Linked DNA regions of Zea mays: region 1 is linked to region 2. Evidence: chromatin contacts called from public Hi-C data. All regions are on one chromosome and are shown on one strand. Each heading gives the region's core, a stretch centred on a gene start, on an enhancer-like site or on the middle of the called end of the contact. The rest is flanking DNA. Distances are from core to core; before and after follow the strand shown.

What was found. Hi-C and Micro-C count contacts between places; a contact is called where the count stands out from the background.
Region 1: a contact with region 2 is called in a Hi-C map of ear, with 2.7 times the contacts expected there. The contact joins the promoter of CNR5 here to the promoter of LOC732753 in region 2. A contact is called at or near these places in 2 of 25 Hi-C or Micro-C datasets (ear and tassel).

What each region holds. Positions count from the first base shown.
Region 1 is chr8:4,097,893-4,102,403 of Zm-B73-REFERENCE-NAM-5.0, reverse strand. CNR5 (Cell number regulator 5) reads right to left here and starts at 3,040. Exons shown (of 5, transcript NM_001138613.2): 1 at 2,906-3,040; 2 at 2,596-2,719; 3 at 1,542-1,718; 4 at 670-896; 5 at 1-88. The coding sequence starts at 1,716.
Region 2 is chr8:3,656,296-3,661,130 of Zm-B73-REFERENCE-NAM-5.0, reverse strand. It overlaps LOC732753 (cystatin 4), which reads right to left and starts at 1,577. Exons shown (of 4, transcript NM_001308502.1): 1 at 1,271-1,577; 2 at 918-1,137. The coding sequence starts at 1,486.

The sequences.
Region 1 (4,511 bases), core at 1,791-4,290, 440 kb before region 2:
CTGTTCTCTCACGGATCTCCCTGTACTCCTGGCATATAGCACACAAGTGACAGAATAAGTGTGTCGTCAAATCGCCACAGGGTGCTTCCTGCATAGGTAAACATTCCAGTGTGAGAAAAAAAATTATATTAACCCCACGGCAGCTACAAGGTGCTTCCTGCATAAGGCATCTAGGTGCGCTAAGGCCCTATTTGGCACGGCTCTGGCTCCTTGGTACAAGTGCGACGGAGCCATTGAGCTATACCAAATGTGGACTAAGTATGCTATGTTTGTTTTGGTACCAAGAGCAACCGTATCATTGACAGTGACTTTGAGCAATGCAATTGCAAACACAATAGCTGTAAAGGGATCCAATAACATGTCCCTAATAATTCTATTTAAACAGATTTATCATCAATTTTAGCTATAGAAAAGGCAATCAACTGTATCGCAGAGCTCACTATTAGAAACAGTGGAGGATGTTGTCATAATGTCCTGTATGAAGCCCTAGTATGCATCTAGTATATTTAAACTAAAACAAAAGTATGCAGCACTGCTCATTTGCCCCTTATAGCAAAATTACAGTAGTTGAGAAAAGGCTGCATGATGTAAAGAAAATTGCCTCTGATTACAAATATGCAGGGGAAGAAAAATCCCAATATAACAACCACAGTGCTTCAAACCACATACCGGAAGATTGTACTTTGTTCTTAGTGCACTGCGATATCCGCAAGCATAACAAGCAACGGCAGATCCTGGAACTGCTAATACTAGACCTCCAGTAAATACACAGCATAGACTTGTGAGAAGGCCCCACAACATGCAATGCGTAGTGCATGATCCAGCAAGAGTTCCAGATCCCAAGAATTGTGCATTCTTTCCAAAAAGGAAACAGGGGCAAATCGCACCAATACAACCTAGAAAAATGGCCACAAAATCCTGTTATGCAGGTAAATGGAACTTTTCAGTAGTTCAGTACTACACGATTATGCATTGGATGGTGAGACCTCCAAACTAGATCGAATAAATATACAATACCCAACAGATAGGTAAAAGAGGTTTTATTCAAGCACAATTCCATATTATTAACACCTTGTTTGGTTGGTCCTGTCACCATGGCTACATTTTGTTGTTGCCTTCTCAGTTGAGCAAATTTATATACTACTGATAAACAAAGGATCAGAAAATAATTGGGAATAAGCATTTTATCCTAATTTTCTATTTTTACTTATTACATGCTGAGGCTTAAAGCTACATATTTTTACTTATAAAATACTGCAGCAGAAACCATAGTACTGCTCTTTTAATGGTCGCATGTTAGGTTGTATATAGTAAATAAGCGCTAAAATGTAGTTCTCTTATTTTCTTTACATACCAAATGTAGCATGTTCTTGTGTTTATGTAGCATGTTCTACAAGAACATGCTACATTTGGTATGTAAAGAAAATAAGGGAACTACATTTTAGCGCTTATTTACTATATACAACCTAACATGCAACCAAATAGCACATTTTATATTTTTCTTCTGTAAATCAAGGATCACAGATTAGAAAGTGGCATACAGCTCTGGGGGTCATCAAAACAGGCACAGATGCCAGATGACCATTGTGTTGGATCCTGGTTTAGTTTAGGGCGCGTAGCATGGTTCTCTTCCACGGCAGGGACACGATCCTCTTCGGTATCTAGGCTGTATAAGGGAATATATTGTGGAGGTACATAGCTTCCTTTTCCAGCCATCCCTGTGAGAAAAAAAAGAGGGTGGTTTCATGAAAAAAAACATTAAGCTTTAGATCGCGTGCATATGATTGTAAACCACAAGAGAACAGAAAACTGGTATGTCCCACTCCCAGAAAATAAAGTAAACATATTGTCTACACGAAGGCAATTGTTGTTTTTGGTTAACTATATATATTCGAAATTTTTCTTATAACCTAGACGATGGGATCCCAGAATTTAACTCCTTTCTCTGGGGAATTGATTCCCATTGTAAAGTGAATCGAGGTGTCCGTTTGGCAAGCTACCTGGGGTCAGGCTGGCGGAGAGGGCGGCACCGACGGAGACAAAGATGAATCAGGTGGTAGATAGGGGGATCGCAGCCAGCTGCAGTCAGGCGCGGGTGGAGAGTGGAAAATGTGAGGAGCAGAAAAAAAATTCAGCTCCCCACGTTGGTAAAATTCCTTCAAATTCTCGAGTGGAGCTGGCCGGCAAAAATGCGTTCTATCAAACAGACGCTAGTTTCACCATCAACAGGCAGGGCAATCAAATCAAATCAAACAAAGAGATGAGTTGCAAATTATAGATGTAAAAGATCATAAACGAAGGAACCTTAACAGATAATTTGATCCCACCTATGTACAGACAGAATAAATGCTATAGTATTACAGAAGATAATAGGAACAATTGGATCTATACCATTAAAAGATCCAAACTTTAGATATATACCATGGACCCCACATGTCATTGACTCATGTGGACCCACATGTAAGTGAGATAGTAATGGTATGGATCCAAAGTGGTGATCTTTTAATGGTATGGATCCAAATTTCCCAAGAGAATAATAATAAGCACAATATAAGAGTACGGAAACGGGGGATTAACATTTGATGTGTAGCTCACCAACCAAAAAAAAAGATGGCAGTCCTTCAAGCTAGGACCCAAAATTTGCTTGCTTGCGCCAACGCGCAGCCTCGTGTTCCCCGATCCCCGGCCCTAAACGTTCGTCCCCAACGAATGCTTCGCCCTGCACATTCAGCGCATGCGTGGGCCGAGCCGGATTCCGGTCGGCAAGGAGTCAGACGATAGCATGGGAGATCTGGGGAAAGCATGAGCATCGGAATGACGCAGCACAGAGACGGCGGATCCAGAGGGGGGAGGAAGGACAGCAAATGAAATGATTGGGAGGCTGGCTGCGAGCCACGCGCCGTACCTGCTCTACGCCCGCCCGGGCAGGAATTCCTCGCGACGGACGGAAAGTGCGGAGGCTGTCCTCCCGAGTCCAAACTCCAAAAAGGCGGCTTCCTTCAGCAGGCGAGGGCAGGGGCAGGGAGAAAGAATGAAGACGCGCAGGGGCCTGGGGGTGACGACGAGGCAAGCTGGCTTCTAGAAAGGTAGCTCTGAGATTCGTGCATGTCGATTCTACTACGAAATCTGTGTGGGGCTCACGAGTTTCGTATAAGAAGAAGATTTGTTAAAACAGCGAAATCAATGGAAGTTTGTTTGAACCAAAGACAACAGCACAAACATTGACAAGGCTCAAACAAACAATCACGCAACAAACAATTTGTTAGTGTTAGAATGTAGAATATAATATAAGTAAATTATCCATATATTTCCATCAGTTTAATCTTTCGGATTAAATTGGTTGGGGTACAGTAACTTAATACGGTATCACGTAGAGATCTCGAGTTCAAATCCTGACTAACACAATTAAATAAAATAATTATTGTTCGCTCAATTAAATAAAATAATTGTTGTTCGCTCCTATATTCTGTGTCAGAGACCCAAAAAGGCTTGACGTGAGAGGAGTGTTATAATATAAGTGAATTATCCACACATTCCCATCAGCTTAAAATTTTGGTTGAATTGATTGGTATATATAACTTAATAATTAGATGATGAAATTCCAATATGCTGAAATTCCAAGTTGTCGCAGCCGGGTCGTCGCCGCATGTGCCCTCAGCTTCGTCGCCGACGGGCTACTGTGCCTGCGTTCTCGACGGTTACGCACCCATCCTTGTTGTTGTCGACCGACATCCTTGTCGTGAGCGCGCCAGCGACGCGAGATAATTGCCAAGGGAACGGAGACAGAGAGAAACCTCTGCGTTGGCGCGGGATTCACTAGCGGCCGATGTATAGCAGACGTTTGGAGTCCGTCACATTTAGGGGATCGACTGCTAACGATAAAATTTAGAGTGTCATTTACCGGGCTTTGCTAGAGGCATAGTGAGAGCACCTAGAGGGGGGTGAATAGGTGATCCTGTAAAACTTGAAACTTAATGCCACAAAAACTTGATTAGGAGTTAGCACAATAAATCCAAGTGGCTAGAGAGGAGTTCTTGCAAAACACGATAACCACAAGAATATCAACACAGAGATGGCACAGTGGTTTATCCCGTGGTTCGGCCAAGTCCAACACTTGCCTACTCCACGTTGTGGCGTCCCAACGGATGAGGGTTGCACTCAACCCCTTTCAAGCGGTCCAAAGACCCACTTGAATACCACAGTGTTTTGCTTTCACTTTACTATATCCCGCTTGCGAGGAATCTCCACAACTTGGAGTCTCTCGCCCTTACAAAGATGTTCACAAAGAAGCACGGAGTAATGGAGGGACGAGCAACGCACAAAAGACACAAAATCAGAGCGACAATACGCACACAAGTCACAACAAGAGCTCTCAACACAACTCAAAGAGTTCTCTACTCAAATGGAGCTCTAGTTGCTATCACGAAGAATCGAATGCGCGGAATTGAAGTCTTGGTGCTTAGGAATGCTTAGAGAATGCTTGTTGTACTCCTTCATGCGTCTAGGGGTCC
Region 2 (4,835 bases), core at 328-2,827:
TGGATCAATGCTCGCCATTTAGCAATGGTTTGACTCAGTTATGCTATAGATTTGTGTGTATGTGCGTTGGTGGGTGGGTCCATTTCATTTCCAAGAACCTTGCCTTGTGTATCAGTATACCAATCTGGCTTGTGTCGCCTATCAAGTTACTTTGTGTATGATCATATCAATTGGACCTCTAAGCTATCATTATTCCTGGTTATCCAAAGCACTTGTGTAAGTAACATATAGGACTTCCAAGCCATAACTCTTGTAAACGATGTGACTTAAACTTATTACACTTGAGGCTTCAGACAGTTAAAACTCACAGCCTGAATCACGTAAGGCTGTAACTAGTAGTAATGCTAAGACGAGCGTCCACATATGTTTGCAAACTAGGTCTTCCAAAAGATGATTTCAACCCGCTCCAGCAAGAGTTTCAGGCCCACTATGTGCTTGAAGGGAACTTATCATCATTTCTGCATTTAGCAAGGATGACTTGTGCCAATAGATTTTTCAGCGAATCAACTAATGACCTAATAAACCCTAAGAAGATACATCGGATGCTATCATGCTAATGCCATTTCCCTTCTTGTTTCGCAATGGTTACCCCCATCACAACTTTCCACAATTAATCAAAATAATGAAGTAATAAAGATCACACCGGTTACTGTTGTCTACTTATAATCCATTGAGATCTACAATTCAAACGAACACTCACCATTTTCCAAACTAGATCAGCACATACCCTCTTACTACTCTTGAGGATTTGCTTCCTCCATCCAAAAGAAATAATTGCACATGTCAAACAATCCGCACTAAGGCATTTCTACAAACACGCTACTGCACAGGCCACCCAGGCTCCAGCCCTTGTACTCGCTATGCAGACGCATCAACAGTGGTAGCAATGTCTCCATCTCATAAGCGGGAGCACGAACCTTGCTTGGCGCCGAGGTCGGCGTTGGTGAAGGCGGTGGCGTCCCCCTTGTGGCTGAATTCCTGGAGCTCCTTGAAGTCGAGCCATGGCTTGACCCAGACCTTGGCCTCGTAGAGCTTCTTCCTCCCGGCCTCGACGGCCTCGAGCGTGAGGTGGTGCAGCGTGCCGGCCACCACCTGCTCCTTGGCCTCCACCACGCGCACGAACTCCAGCAGCGCGTTCTGAAGCCAGGCGCACAGATGTGCATCGACAGAACCGTCCCCCCCAGATCAGCACAGGAATTCAAACGAATCACGGAGCACCCGGAGGGAGACCGATCGAGAAGCAACGGAAGGCCAGGGAGAGGCCGCTGACCTCGCGCCTGTTGTGCTCATCGACGGCGAAGCGGCCGAGCCCGTCGGACTCGGCGCTGTTGGCCGCGGCTGGGTTCTCCTTCACGCCGCCGAGGACGTGGCCGGCCATGGCTGCTCCTCCGATCGCGAGGGACGCGCAACCGAGGAGTAACAGGAGGAGCAGGAAGGCGCTCGGAGGGTGAGCGGCGGCGGCGGCTCGGGTCGCGGCAACGCGCATGCTCTGGTAGTGGGGAGGAGGACTGCGAAGTCTGGCGGTTTGATTCACTTGAGATTGCTTTGGCTTTGCTTTGCTTCGTGGGAGGGGAACGGGTGGGGTCAGGCCGTCAGCGTTTTAAGCCATCAAGGGCGGTTGCGGGGACACGTGAGCGGACGCGTGGACCAGCGGAGATGCAATCTGTGCAGCGGCATTCGGCAACGGCGGTTGCTTAACTGGGAGGTAAAGCGAGACGCATCAATATTGGGTTGGGCTGGGCTTTCCTGGGTTAGGCCCGGAAGCCAGGAAATAGAGAGGGGGGGTCCAATGACATTTAGTATTCCGCATCCTGACTGACCGAGTGACTGGAAGAAGGAAGAACTTCTATAGCGGGCCCGGAGGAGGGGGAAACAGTGGGCCGTGGCTGTAAAACCGGAACGCACTGCGGGCCTTAATAAATCTTTTACCCAAATTATGTGGTTTGGGCCGTACTTCTTCTTTCGCAGTAATGAACCATCGCGCCCCATCGATGATCGAGAGCGTAGATATGTACCGATCGAATTTTATAGATAGAGAGAGATTCATCGTCGTCAATTCGTCAGCATCCGTCGCATTGGCCGAGGGTACCTCCTGCCAAAAAGAAGAAAAAAAAAAGGGTTCGCATGCGATGCTGCCGAGACCGGAGAGTACAGTACACGACGGGCACTGACGGCGCATCGGGATTGAAGCGGTCCTCCACTACCACTGCCACTCCAGATCTGCCCAAAACACCCTGACGGAGACGGACGGAGGGTATCTTTTCAACAAGTGCAAGGCGCCTCGTGCTAATTCCAAGGTGTTTTTAGGTCCTCATGTTGGCCATGACCGAGGCATCGCGCGGGTCGCCTGCGAGTGCGCTTTGCGTTGATCCAATCACAAGCAGCGGGGGCAATCATGCATGCCCCCGTCGTCCCTTCTTCTGAAAATCTGTCCAAATCTTGATCATGCTTTTCGCAAATAATGGTCGCCGGAATCTTGACCTGTGCCGAACTGCCGATGCCGTCGCAGCGATGGCAGGACAGATACACCATCAATGCTAATGCTCGAAACAACAGGACACATGCGCATGGCTGCCTGCCGGTGAGCCGACGGTCCAGCTTGTGTTCAGATCTCCCCCAAGGGACCGGCGCTACCTAGTTAAGAGCAAGTTTAATAATAAAGGCCGCAGCAAGCTTTATGCTAGTTAAGTCTACTCAACGAGTGTTTCGTTTCTATAACTAATTTTTAGTCGTTCGATTTTATTTCATTTTAGTATTTAAATTATCAAATATAGAAACTAAAACTCTATTTATTTTAGTTTCTATGTTTAATAATCTAAAGACTAAAGTAGAATAAAATGATGGAACTAAAATTTAGTCCATATAAATCAAATATCTCCTTTATATAAACTATGCATTTAATACTTGTTTCATCTCTTCATTCTATAAAATGAAATTGTCTTAGACTTGGTGACCAGCCTACTTTCAGGTGCCTGCTAGTGAGCAGCTTGTTTTTCTTTCTCTCCACATCTCTTTCTTCCACGTCACTATAAATCTGACATATCATACAATCCCCCTATATCACCTTATTATACTTGCTCTAAGCTCAATTGAGCGATACACACATCATTATCTATTATAGCAATGACTTATATTTTATTTAATTATATTAATTATTATTAGATACATATTAAATATATTTGGAGCTCTATACCCCTTGAAACTTATAAAATCTTTCATGTTCGTTAGCACATCGAGGCCCTCTAAGACCTTTCGAATGTTCGAGACCTTATAGCCCTTGGGACGTCAGGGCCCTCCGTGACTATGGGAACGTCTCGAGGCATGGTTCTTGGGACCTCGGGGGCGTTCGAGACCCTCGGGGATCATTTAGAGTATTCAGAGTTGTTGTACCATTCATTAAATATATTTTTGTCAGCGGTTTTGCTGCTGCGTTAAAATCAAGTGATTTTGATGGGACGTTTTATAAGAGATGATATGATAAGACGATCGTGTGGTTGAGAGCAATGAACTACTATCATTCTGCATAGGGAAAATCCGAATAGTTTACTCCTTACGAAAACAAAGCTTTATAAGTTGTTGATAACATGTTTTGAGGCACCATGGTGAAGCGTCCCAATCCTCTGGGACTCAAATGTGATACAATTACTAGTCCCAGGAGGCTAGTAAACACATTTATACATCAGATGATTCCAGATCTGCTTAAACGAGACAAACCTATAAAGGTGGCGAACAACTTTAAGAGTTGGTCCACAACTCGGAACATATCATCAGAGTGGGGCTGAAGCAGCCCGATATACGCAGTGAAGCAATTCAGCGGTCCAACAGCCACAGGCAAGGTTGGGAACAGTCGTAACTCTTACCCGATCTCTTTTTTCTGAAAAACAACAAATAAGCAAGGGTGAGTACAAACGTACTCAGCAGCCCACCTTCACCCGCGGAATGGGGAAATCAGATATAATGCATGGAATATGTGGAGCTCAGGATATTTTGCAGAAACACCAATATTTTATGCATAGTTGTTTTGAAAAACATTTTGTATTTTTGCAAAGCGCATCCTCTCCAAAAGGAGCAGGAAGTTTTTCAGTATTATAACAAAATCCCCTGGACTAAACCATCCAGGTATCTCAGCAGTTCCCACTGGTTTTCATTTTCAAAAATAGCTACTGGACTTCCCGTCCACCATAGCTCACGGCTCAACCGCCGAACCTTTTTTTAAAAACCACTTTTCAAAAGCATCTCTTTTTTTGGAAAACAAAACATTAATTGTCATACCATACCAGACTCGTCCATTCCTGTGGACACAGACTATTCGAATAGGTTTTCAAACTCTGCGCAGAGGTGTACACTTTACCCACCAGTTCGGCTCTGCGATCCCATGGCCAATGAGACCCGAATCCGACTCTCTTTCTTTCCCCACACGTCCTAACCTTAACGGTTATCCGGAAGGAGTCAGGCCACCACCATGTCCAAACCGGACAAAACTTTCCCCCTCCTTATCCTCCCGGTGCTCCCCAGCCTTCATAACCCTGGGGTTGGACCGTACGAGTTCAGATTGAGTGACTGCCCACACAGTCTCGAGTGGTTGTACTATTAAAGAGTACAGGTAGTGAAGATGACAAACCGGTCCTTATACGAGGGGACAATCCTTCTGCTCACGCCTAAACCAGCTGAGCCAACACCTTAGGCCCTCCCCTAAACCAGGGAGTCCCTGATTATCCCACTCACAAGGTGATAAGGGTGAAAACCCTTCATCACACACATTTTGAAAAGCATTTTCTTTTGAAAACTCACACCTGTTCTCAAATCATTTAGAACATATATATCAGGGATTGATT